2 separate regions of the Ovis aries genome follow, and region 2 is linked to region 1. The links are chromatin contacts, called in public Hi-C maps. All regions are on one chromosome and are shown on one strand. Each heading gives the region's core, a stretch centred on a gene start, on an enhancer-like site or on the middle of the called end of the contact. The rest is flanking DNA. Distances are from core to core; before and after follow the strand shown.

Evidence for each region. A called contact is a pair of places that touch in the nucleus more often than the background predicts.
Region 2: a contact with region 1 is called in a Hi-C map of hypothalamus, with 2.2 times the contacts expected there. The contact joins the promoter of GSG1L here to the enhancer-like site in region 1. A contact is called at or near these places in 2 of 16 Hi-C or Micro-C datasets (hypothalamus and tail adipose tissue).

Annotation. Positions count from the first base shown.
Region 1 is chr24:25,735,573-25,741,027 of ARS-UI_Ramb_v3.0, reverse strand. All of the region lies in intron 8 of KATNIP (katanin interacting protein), which reads right to left. Among named protein-coding and RNA genes, the nearest start is that of KATNIP, 130 kb to the right of the region's middle. Within about 2 kb of position 2,512, at least 9 of the 54 cell types and tissues checked have an H3K27ac peak or open chromatin away from gene starts, as enhancers often do. A contact at or near this core is called in hypothalamus, where this site is marked.
Region 2 is chr24:26,103,851-26,109,305 of ARS-UI_Ramb_v3.0, reverse strand. It overlaps GSG1L (GSG1 like), which reads left to right and starts at 2,624. Exons shown (of 7, transcript XM_060406221.1): 1 at 2,624-2,966. The coding sequence starts at 2,624.

The DNA of each region.
Region 1 (5,455 bases), core at 1,263-3,762:
CCATCCTCACAGACCTCCCAGTCACAGGGCAGAGACAGACGTGAATCAGTACACAGGACACACCGGCAGGAGGTCACAGGTTCTGGGAGGAAAATCAAGCAGGGTCAAGGCCGGAGATGACAGCAGGGGAAGGAAACTATTCCAGACCCTCAGTCAAGGAAGGTGACATCTGAGTGGAGACTTGAAAGTGGTGAGCCTTGTGAATACCCAGATGGGGAGCTCCTCCAGGCCAAGGGGGCAGCAGGTGCCAAGGCCGTGTGGCAGGCGGGGCTTGGCACACTGAGGAATGCCCCGGGGGCTGGGCTGGGGGAGCGAGGGGAAGTCTGGTGAGCAGCAGGGGTGGAGAGGGCTCAGCTGGGCTCTCATGGGACCCCGAGGCCACGTAAGCCTTAGAGGCCTCCTGCTACTCCAGGAGGCCATGCCTACCTGTTTAATGCTACACCCTGGTTCCCAGCGCGATTAATGGATGGAAAATGATTTCAACTCTGAACCTTGTCAATCTCAGTATCTGCGAATGTCAATAAAACATATTGTTCCCCCCACCATCTACAATAAAGCAGAGATGAGAAATTCAACGTCCCTTCAGATCCTAGAGAAGACCCCAGAAATAAGGGCTGAAGAGCTTGTGTACAGTTAAACAAACACATCAACACTCTGATCTAGGGGTACAAACCCCAGTGTCAGTGTGAGATTCTGGCAGCACAAGGATAAGGAGAACCTGGGCGATTTCATAAGTTCCTTCTTTTCTCTTTTTGGATGTTTGTGACTTTTTCTTATTAACCTTTTCATTTTGTACTGAAGTTTAGCCAATGATGGAATAGGAAATGGCAGCCTACTCCAGTATTCTTGCCTGGAAAATTCCATGGGCAGAAGAATCTGCCAGGCTACAGTCCATGGGGCCACAAAGAGTCAGACATGACTGAGCAACTGAACACACACACACACAGCCAATGAACAGTGTTGTGATCGTTCCAGGTGGACATCAAAGGGGCTGAGCCATACATAACACAAGTATCCATTCTCCTGTAAGCTCCTTCTGCATCTCCTGCTTAGAACACTTACAAAGTCAGTCAAAAAAGAGGCGCTACGTGGTGGCCTGTGCCTTTTTATTATCACTACATGGGACTTCCCAGGTTGTTCAGAAGGTAAAGAATCCGCCTGCAATGTGGGAGACCCGGGTTCGATCCCTGGGTTGGGAAGATCCCCTGGAGTAGGAAATGGCAACCCGCTCCAGTGTTCTTGCCTGGAAATTTCCATGGACAGAGGAGCCTGGCAGGCTGCAGTCCAAGAGGTCGCAAGAGCAGGATACAACTGAGCGAGCAAACCACCACCACCACGTGGGCAAAAGCCTCCTCCTCTTACATCTCAGTGACCTGGGGCTGGGGTGGAGCGGCACATCCAAGATGATTATCTGTGGCCTTACACTTGCCTCTTCTTGGGAAAGGATAATCAGGAAGGCATTTTCTTTATGCAGGATCCATATCATCTGCACAAACCCTTCTGCCCTGAGTGTCTTTCATCTGGGAGGGAACACTCCTGCGACAACATGGTTGTTGGGTCCTGCCTGTGCCCTTTGAGTCATATTATGCTAAGAAGATGCTTTTAAAAATTAAATCAGCCTTTCTCCCAGTGAAGGTCGATGCTGCACCTCCACTACCCGAGTTCTCCCCACTCATGGCTGCCCAGAAATGTGCACACAGCGCCCGCGTCCTCCTGGTTCACACCCCCGCTGCTGGGCTGTGTAGACTGCATTTCCTCATTGCACACGAGGGTGCCACCTTTTTTTACTTCATTGGAAGTTCCCCTTGCTCCTTTGGGTGAGCTGTTTCTGCACCGGCCTGAGCCCCATGTGAGGGTGGATTTATTTTCATCACAGCTGTGGAGAACAGTGGATTTATTCACACAATAGATCAGTGCCACCAGCGAAAGCCAAATGGTACATTTAAATTTATCCCAAAGCTGCTCTTTTCTGGTTGAAAACTACCCCTCTTCTGTGAACTGCACTTTCTCCTCGCTTCGCTAGAACTTGGCTTTCATCTCTGGAAACAAAAGAGCGTATCAAGTGAGGAGATTTACCGTGAACGCAGCACATGTCACAAAGAAGACGTGAGATACGCGCTGTCCGGTTGGCTCTCCAGCCAGGCAGCTTCTCCCCACCCGCTGGCTGTGATTCAGTGATTCAGAGTCTTAGCAAAATGGCCCCATCCCACAGGCAAGCGGTCTTTGAGGTCAGCCGGGAATCCGACGAAATGGCAAACATTACGTCTGAGAATCACACAGCTCTAGTATAGAGCTCATAGACCCGAAGCCCAATGGCTGAGGCAAGCCTGTAGACTGTGTTGAGTGACTTTTGTAATTGGAAACAGATGTTAAGTTAAAATAAATTTTTAAAAAAGAGGAAATTCATGTGAAAATGGGGATTCCTGGCCTCTCTTGAAAAGTCATGTGATCTGACAGCCCGCACCGGCATGCCTACATGGCAGCTATGCGGTGGGGAGCAGCGCCCCCTGCAGGCAGGGCATTGGCCCTCCAGTTTCCACAGTGGTGGCCACATGCCCCTCAGCCTGGCAACTGCGTGATGTGTGTGGTGAAAGGTTTGGGAAATGGCTAACTTAACCTCGTTCTGTCTTGAGCTGCCCACACTCCCTCTGAAATCCAACCAGGAGGGGGATGGGGGCTGCCTGCTGGGAGGACCGCTGACATCTGAGTGCTCCAGAGCCTCTGTGCATTTTAACCTGACTCACTGAGCATGCACACACAGCCTCATCCAGTTAGCTGCTTCCCATGGTTCAGCAGACTGCGACAAATGACCACAAACGACTCCCACATACAACATGCCGTGTTGTGCTGTGACTCTCCCACACCCACATCAAGAGGTGAGTGCTTGCTCAGTTGCTTCAGTCATGTCCGACTCTGCAACCCTATGGACTGTAGCCCACTAGGCTCCTCTGTCCATGGGGATTCTCCAGGCAAGAACACTGGACTGGGTTGCCATGTCCTCCTCCAGGGGATCTTCCTGACCCAGGGATCAAACCTGGGTCTCTTAGGTCTCCTACATTGGCGGGTGGGTTTTTTACCACGAGGACCACTTGGGAAGCCCCCCATCAAGAGGTAGCTGGAGCCTATTTCTCTAGCTGGGCTTAGCCTGGTGACTTCCTTTGGCCAACAGGTCCTTCGCAGTCACAACTGAGCAGATCCTTTAAAAAGCACTTGCATGCTGAGGCGTGTCCTCTCTGGCTGCCTAGAGACCCCCAGGTGCTGGATAATGAGACCACATGGAACAGAGACAAACTGTCCCAGCTGAGGTCCTCGGGCCAGGGGGCCTGCCAGACACTGTGAGTGAGGCCATGTGAGATCATCCAGCCCACTAGCTCACTATGGAACCAGCCAGTCCACCCGCAGCAATAATAAAAAGCATTGTTGCTTGCAGCCACTACAGCGTGGAGGGGATTGTCAGGCAGCAGGAGATAGCTGATACACCTGGCTTGTCAAAGCCTGTGCTCATCTCATCTCTAAAGCTTGTTTGGGGGCCTCTAGGGGCAGATGCTCTCTGCAGCCCTTAACAATCATCTTTCCGCTGCTGTCTCTTCGTGAGCTCAGGAATGCACATGATTTTTAATGATGTTCAAGGAAGGTGTCAGCCCCCATCTCCTCATCACTGAAAAAGCAACTTCTACTCTTTCCTCTTGCATATTACAGTTCTTTGCTCTGTATCTGGCCTCTGAAGAATTTGTAGCAAAATGTCCTGTGTGGTTAATTTTTATATGAAATGAGCAGCAGTTGCTTTCAGGCTCCAGAGACAGTGACCTTCATGGCATCCATGTTTTCCTTCAGGGAATCACCTCTTCCCCAGCTTTTCAATCCACATGGTTTGGAGGCAACTGCGTCTACCCGCACTCCTGGCCCTGCCTGGGCCCACAAGAAAACAGGTGCCTCTCCCTGACTGTGGAGTTTAGAGATCAATTCAGAAGAGAGCTGGTCCTTGGACTCTGCTGGGACTATTAGGACTATTAGGAAGAGGAGCTACCGGGGACCATCTCTAGGCCATGCTGAGACTATAGATGTGGTTCCCAAAGTGTGGTCCCTGGAACCGTAAAATCAGTATCACCTGGAACTTACTAAGAATCAAAACACTTATGTTCCACCCTAGATGCACTGAATTAGAAACTGGGGCAGGGTCCAAAAATGGGGTGTTAATTTGCTTATTTATCAAATAATTCTGAGGCATGTTCAAGTCTGAGATGCACTGGATTAGAGGAGAGTAGAGCTAAGTGACAAAGAAACACCTTCCTGGTGATAGCATCATCTGAACACCTGGATCCCACCATGCCTGAAGCCAAACTCTAGTCCCAGACTTTTCAGATCTGTGAGCAACACATTTCCCCTTGTTGCTTCGGCCGGTTTGGGTTTCTGGCCCTTGCTGTTAATCGTGAACACCGACACGTGCTATGAGGCGCTGGACTTTGGCAGAATGGTCTTTCTGCAGCGGGTCTTCTTGACAGCAATGCTAACTGCAGGGCTGTCAGGTCTTCTAATTCACTCATGCTGAGGGGTGTTACTTTATTTCTACGTTGGCAGCTTGTCTGGGAAAAGTGGTTCAGATATATCACTTCCCTAAAGCACTCTGACACCTTGGACAGTAAACTTTCTACATTAAAGACTAATGTTCTCTCACCCGCAACAAGACAACAGGTCCTTTCCTGGAAGGCTATTTGATCGAGACCAAAGTAATCCAAGACATGAGGCCCTTTCATTAGAAGCAGGGATAATTATAGTGATAGAGGGGAATTAAACTCTTGTGGAGTTGCCTCATATGTACATTTAATTGACACAAATTCAATTTTATGACTTCGGCCACAGATAAAGGGACAAGGAGAGAAATAACTCTTTTAAGAGTGCAGGCCATAGGTTATACTTATGGTAATGGCTAGCTAGCTAGCTAATCCAGATCAACCCATCCCTGGAACATAAGCAGAAAACCTGGACCAAGTAGTATTAGGAAACTCTGTTTATAAAGAGAAATCTGTCTGAAGGCATGGGGAGTGAATAAGACTATGAAGGGTTATAGGCAGGAAATGAGAAACCCAGAGAGGTGAACTCAGCACCTGGGAAGTGCTTCCCCTCAAGGTGCTGCTGATTCTAAGAGCTGCTGCAAAGCTGAGGAACTGAACAGAGCTGGTGACAGACTTGGGGCTACAGTCTGAGAGTCAGGGTAACCCAGAAATAGTCAAGAGTGAAGGGCACAGCAGTATAAGCAAATCCAAATTACAGTTGACTACTGTAACAACAACAGTAATAATGATGATGTCTGGTGAGGTTTAATATTTACAGAGAATTAAAATGCATGACAATAAGCATTTAATTTTGGAAAGGGGTAAATGGAGTTAGACTTGTAAGGTCTCCACCAAATGAGAAGCAGTAAACTTGCTAATTTAAAGGAGTCGCTAATAATTCA
Region 2 (5,455 bases), core at 1,375-3,874, 370 kb before region 1:
CCTTCTTCCTGGAACCTCTTTTCCTGGGATGTCTCCACAGCCAGCTCCCACCTTCCTTCAAACTTTTGCTCCCATGTCACCTTCCCTTGAGATCTCCTTGCAGCCCTGATTTAAAGCCACAACCTGCTACCCTCGCCTCTGCACCTCCCTGCCTTGTTGTTCTCCCAAGCTCATGACGCCTGCTGACTCTCCAATGTACTCATTAATGCCATCATGCTTTTTTCTCCTTGGTGCTGTATCCAAGGATAATGGAAGAATATCTTAGACGGAAATATCAGACCCCTCTGTGCTTTCTCTAGGTGTGTCTTAAGAGAGTGTGGTCTCGGAGACATATGTCCCCTGGGCTCTCCTCGCTTTGGACAGCCGCGACAGGGTTCCCAGGCTCTAGGTCCCTGAGTCCTGCACATATGCACGTGCCACTGTCTCAAGCCAACATCCAAGGAATTGATTTTCAAATGTGTACAGATGCTCCTCTGATGAATATTGTACAGCCATTTAAAAGCGCTACTGAATTCCTTTTAGCTGCTTGGCCATGATTTATTTTCTCTGTCGACCAATATTCTCAATGCCACCATTATTGAATGGAAGTCCTCCTTCTCAAAATAGTTGGGAACGCCTTGCCTAAGGCCAGAAAAGGGATCTAATAAACAAGTCTGGGGACCCTTGGCCATCCTTCATACAGGGTTCCTGCCAGGAACGTCGCCCACAATTACTCTCACCTACCCCCAGGCAGAGTAGCAGCAGCTTCCAGGGAGCAGGGGCTCACTCACCAGAGTGAGGCAATTCATAATCCGTTAACCTTGAATTCTGCAAGTCCTGCCACTCCACGAGCTGGGGCTTGTGAGAGCCGTTCTCAGCTTGGGAGGAATTCAAATGAGCTCTTGCAAGCAGCATGCACCTCATTGCTGCACATCCCGGGCGTCTGGGCACCGTGTGCTGTACAGTGTGGCCAGGGTTCTGGGAATGTGGTTATCTGAGAGCAGAGGTGCAGGAGTGCTCACAGTCAGCCATCCCACCTTGCACAAGAGATCCTGAGAAGGTCTGTGCAAATTTGATCTGATGATCTTGGTTCAGATGTTAATAATAATGTGTGCTAAGTTGCCTCAGTCATGTCCAACTCTTTGTGACCCCAAGGACTGTAGCCCACCAGGTTTCTCTGTCCACGGGGATTTTCCAGGCAAGAATACTGGAGTGGGTTGCCATGCCCTCCTCCAGGGCATCTTCCCCACCTAGGGACTGAACCTATGTCTTCATTGGCAGGCGAGTTCTTTACCACTAGCGCCACCTGGGAAGCACGTTAATAATACTGGGCAGCATTTACTGAGCACCTACTATATGCCAAGTGCTTTATGCAGGCACAATCTCATCACAACAGCCCAGTATTCCTCCCTGTTCCTCCTCCCCCCCTTTGTAAAATAGATAGGGAAGTAGAGAGGTTTGGTAACTGGTTCAGAGCCCACAGGCGGTCAAGCCCCAGGGTTGCCTGACCTCCAAAGTCAGTATTCTTGACCTTTCTGTCCATCCCCAAACTTGAAGATTCTGGGTTGGCAGCCTCTGTGGAGACACCCCTGTCTGATAACTGCAACAGGTTCCTGTCTGGCATGGTATCTCCTTGGGTCATACTGCTAAGGATCTGGGCTGGGTGGGGATGGCCTGCGAGGGGGAGCTCCATTTCTGTATCTAACACCTGGGCACCTTGTGTGGTTCATTCCTGGCAGTTCCATGCCTTGATAGGGAGGCTTCATTCTGCTGGGCGAGCCTGTCCTATTGGTTCATACAACCCAAATCTCCATGGGAGAGAGACCCCCCAGGGGAAGCATAAGCCCTTCAGACTAGTGCCTGGTGAGGTACCCCTCCTGATAGGTCCTGTAACTCCAGAATCAGTAATGAAGCATCCGTCCCAGTGGGTCCAGCAGCTTCCTTGGTGTGTGAAACCCAAAACTCTGCAGCTCAAACTCTTTGGGGATCCTTCCTGGGGTTCCCTCTTGGGGCGAGGGTGCTGCGGGCCCCTGTTCTTCGTGGGGACCCCAGCAGGCTTGCTCTTCTCTCTAGAGGGCGGGACTTCTTCGGTTCCTGCGCGAGATGACCCCTCCCGGCTGGTTTTGTGGCTTCACCTCCCTCTTTCTCCGAGAGCGCCTCTCTGGCACTCTTGCTTTTCAGACCCTTCACTCGGGTGCCGGTGTCTCCACGCCGCCTCTTCTCTGCCGGGCCCCCCTCCGCCCGCGCCCGGCGAGGGGCGCCCCCTCTCCCCGTGAGGGCGGGAGCCAGAACAGCGTCTCCGGCCGCCTGCAGGTGTCTCCCCACGGAGGGGCGCGCGTCCCTGCGCCGTGGCCGCTGCCAGGCGCCCGCGGCTCCTCGCCGAGGTGCACTCGCGCTCCGGGCTCCGGGCGCGCCGGAGCCGCTCCGCCGCCCGCCCCGCGCGTTTCCCCGCGCGGCCCCCGCGCGCCGCGCCCCCACCCCCGGGGTAGGGGGGCGGGTCATGGGCCCGCGCCGCGTCCGCCGCCGCCCATCGCAGGCGCCCGAGCCCCGGGGCGCGGCGGGCAGCGGCCGCTGACGCGGGGCGCCGGCTGCCAACTTCGCGCGCGGAGCTCCCCGGCGGCGCGGTCCCGGCGGCGCGGGCGGCATGAAGACGAGCCGCCGCGGCCGAGCGCTCCTGGCCGTGGCCCTGAACCTGCTGGCGCTGCTCTTCGCCACCACCGCCTTCCTCACCACGCACTGGTGCCAGGGCACGCAGCGGGTGCCCAAGCCGGGCTGCGGCCAGGGCGGGAGCGCCAACTGCCCCAACTCGGGCGCCAACGCCACGGCCAACGGCACCGCCGCCCCCGCCGTCCCCGCCGCCCCCGCCGCCGGGAACGGCCCCCCTGGCGGCGCGCTCTACAGCTGGGAGACGGGAGACGACCGCTTCCTCTTCAGGAATTTCCACACCGGCATCTGGTACTCGTGCGAGGAGGAGCTCGGCGGGCTCGGTGAGTGAGCGGCGGCGCCCCGGGGCTCGGCTCCCGGCTCCCCCAGGGCTGCGCGCTCCCTCCTCGCGCCGGGGCTGGGGGCCCCGCGCCGCCGCTAGGACGCCGTGCCCCGCGCTCCGCAGGCGCGGCCGGCCCAGCGTTCGGGCGCGGGGAGCGCGGCGGGCAGGTTGCCGGATGGTGTGGTGGTGGTGTCTGTAAGATGCTGTGCTTTCGGGACTCTCCACCGTTTCAAGGTTCAAGAGGAGCTCCTGCCCCTTCCGAGCGCCAGGCGCCTTTAGTGGGGGGCGGGGGACGTCGCCGCGCCTTGGGGAGGCGCGTCTCCCGGCCACCCGCCCCGGCTGCCGGTCGGCGGGGCGCGCGTTCCTTTCCGCGCCAGAACTCATCTTCACGCTCGCCCCTTCCCCGCTTTTCCTTCGCGGGGCTCTGGCTGCCCCCGTCCCTCCCGGGGTGGTGGGGGTGTTGCTGCAGGGACTGTTGCTATCAGCTGCCCCCTCCCACCGCAGATCCACAGAGCCCGGAGCCCAGGGGGTCATTCTTCCCCGCACCCCATTTCCAACCCGCGCTCATCGGCTCCCAGCCCGGGTTTGGGGAGTGAGCAGTGGGGGCAGTCAGGTTGGTTCCCTGCAAGGGGCAAGGAACGCTTCGCGTCAGGCCCCCCGCCCGGGGAGAAGATGAGGCGGGAGGCAGAGAAGGCAGGCGGGAAAGCTGGACAGCCCCGGGAGGATCCGATCAAAATTGAGGCGGGGGGCGGGGGGGGGGCGAGGTTTGTGGGGGAAGGGGGTGACTTTTCAGAAGACAGATCCAACTGCGCGCGCGGCCTCGCACCCTTGCCTGTACCCGCAGGAGGCGGCCAGGGCTGGAATAAGGGTCCCCGAGGGGAATAAGGGTCCCCGAGGCAGGCAGCGAGGCCAGGGCAGGTCCCCGGGGCCCCATGCTGGGGACGCTGATCCACACCACCCGGAACCTCCCGGACGCTGGAGAGGATGTTGCTCCAAGTTCAGGTGAGGGGACCCTCTTGAGTGAATTGACCTCTCTCCCCAAGGTTAAAACTCTCCATCTGTCGCTTAGCTCTCAGATGTCAACGTGGGCTATGTGTGCAGTCACACGGAGACACGAGTGGGCCACAAACCTCCAGTTTGCCCTGAGTTAGGCTTTGGCCTGACTGGTTGAAAGGACCGAGGGAAGGTGTGAAATAAACCCGGGGAGGCTGCAGTCCCTGCAGGGAATGCCCTTTCCCATGTCTTCCCTGGCTGGCTCCTCCTCTGCTCCAGGGGGACTTCCTGGCAGGGTCCCCTGCAGAGAAGACCTCCCTGTCCCCCTCTGGAGGCAGAGTCTTCCCATCTTTGTATTGATAGCTCATTGCCACTTTTATCTCCCCCATCACACGTGGCACAATCTGAAGTTTTCTGGGGGCATGCCTTCGGCCACCCGCTTCTTGTCCCCGGTCCCCATAGGCTGGCACTCTATGAGGGCAGGACCCTAGCCATCTTGTTCATTGCCATGCCCAGTCTCTGGGTATTGTCTAGTGCATAGAAGGTCTTCAGTACCTATTTGCAGGATAAATGTTGCATGAGGCCTCAGGACCATGGACTGGAGGTTTCCTGGGGTGCTGCCTGCTCTGTCTCGCCTCTGGGGGTGGCCCACTGAACTTTTATGGCACCACTTGCTTGATACTGGCTGCTTGCCAAAGACCATCTGAATAGGGTCATGCCCTGACCAGTTTCACCCCATCAGACTTACTTCTGGCGTGCACTCAGGACATGAGTATTTTACTCTGGGATGTAATAATAATAATAATAAATTAACCTTAAAAGACATCTTGGCTAAAATTCCCTGCTTTCCACTCATCCTAGTCCTCTCCCACAGAGGCCCTGGAATGCCTTATCCTGGAAAGGATCTGCACCCTTTTGGGGGTAGAAGTCCCTCCCCACGCTTCACCTCTGCCTCTCACCACGTTTCTCCTCATGGAAACTCTCAGACCACCTGCTCCTTCCTTTGTGTACACACTCAGATCCAACACTGTGCCTGGCGGTGGCGTGGTCCCGTCTCTGCTCCATGAAGTGCCAGGGTCTTCACTGGCCAGCTTAGCCTCTCAATTGTTGGAGGTCCCTCCAGGCCTCTTCCTGAAGGTCACGCCCCGAACTGTTGCTGTTATTTCCCTGTAGCTCATCCGTGCGGCTCGTTCAGGGCTTGACACAAGATGTTACGGATTTTTTGATTGGAGTATAGTTGCTTTACAGTGTGTTAGTTTCTGCTGTACAACAAAGTGAATCAGCAGTATGTATATGCATAGCCCCACACAGGATGTTTAAATTCTTCAAGCTTTAAGGAATGTTAATTAAAAAAATTGAAAACAATACTAGCTCACAATTATTGAGCCCTTGATGTGTACCAGGCACTGTGAAAACGTCTCACCTGCGAAATCTTGTTGAACACCCTTGCGCGGCAGGCACTTCTATGGTGCCCATTTTTCAGATGAGGAGTTTGAA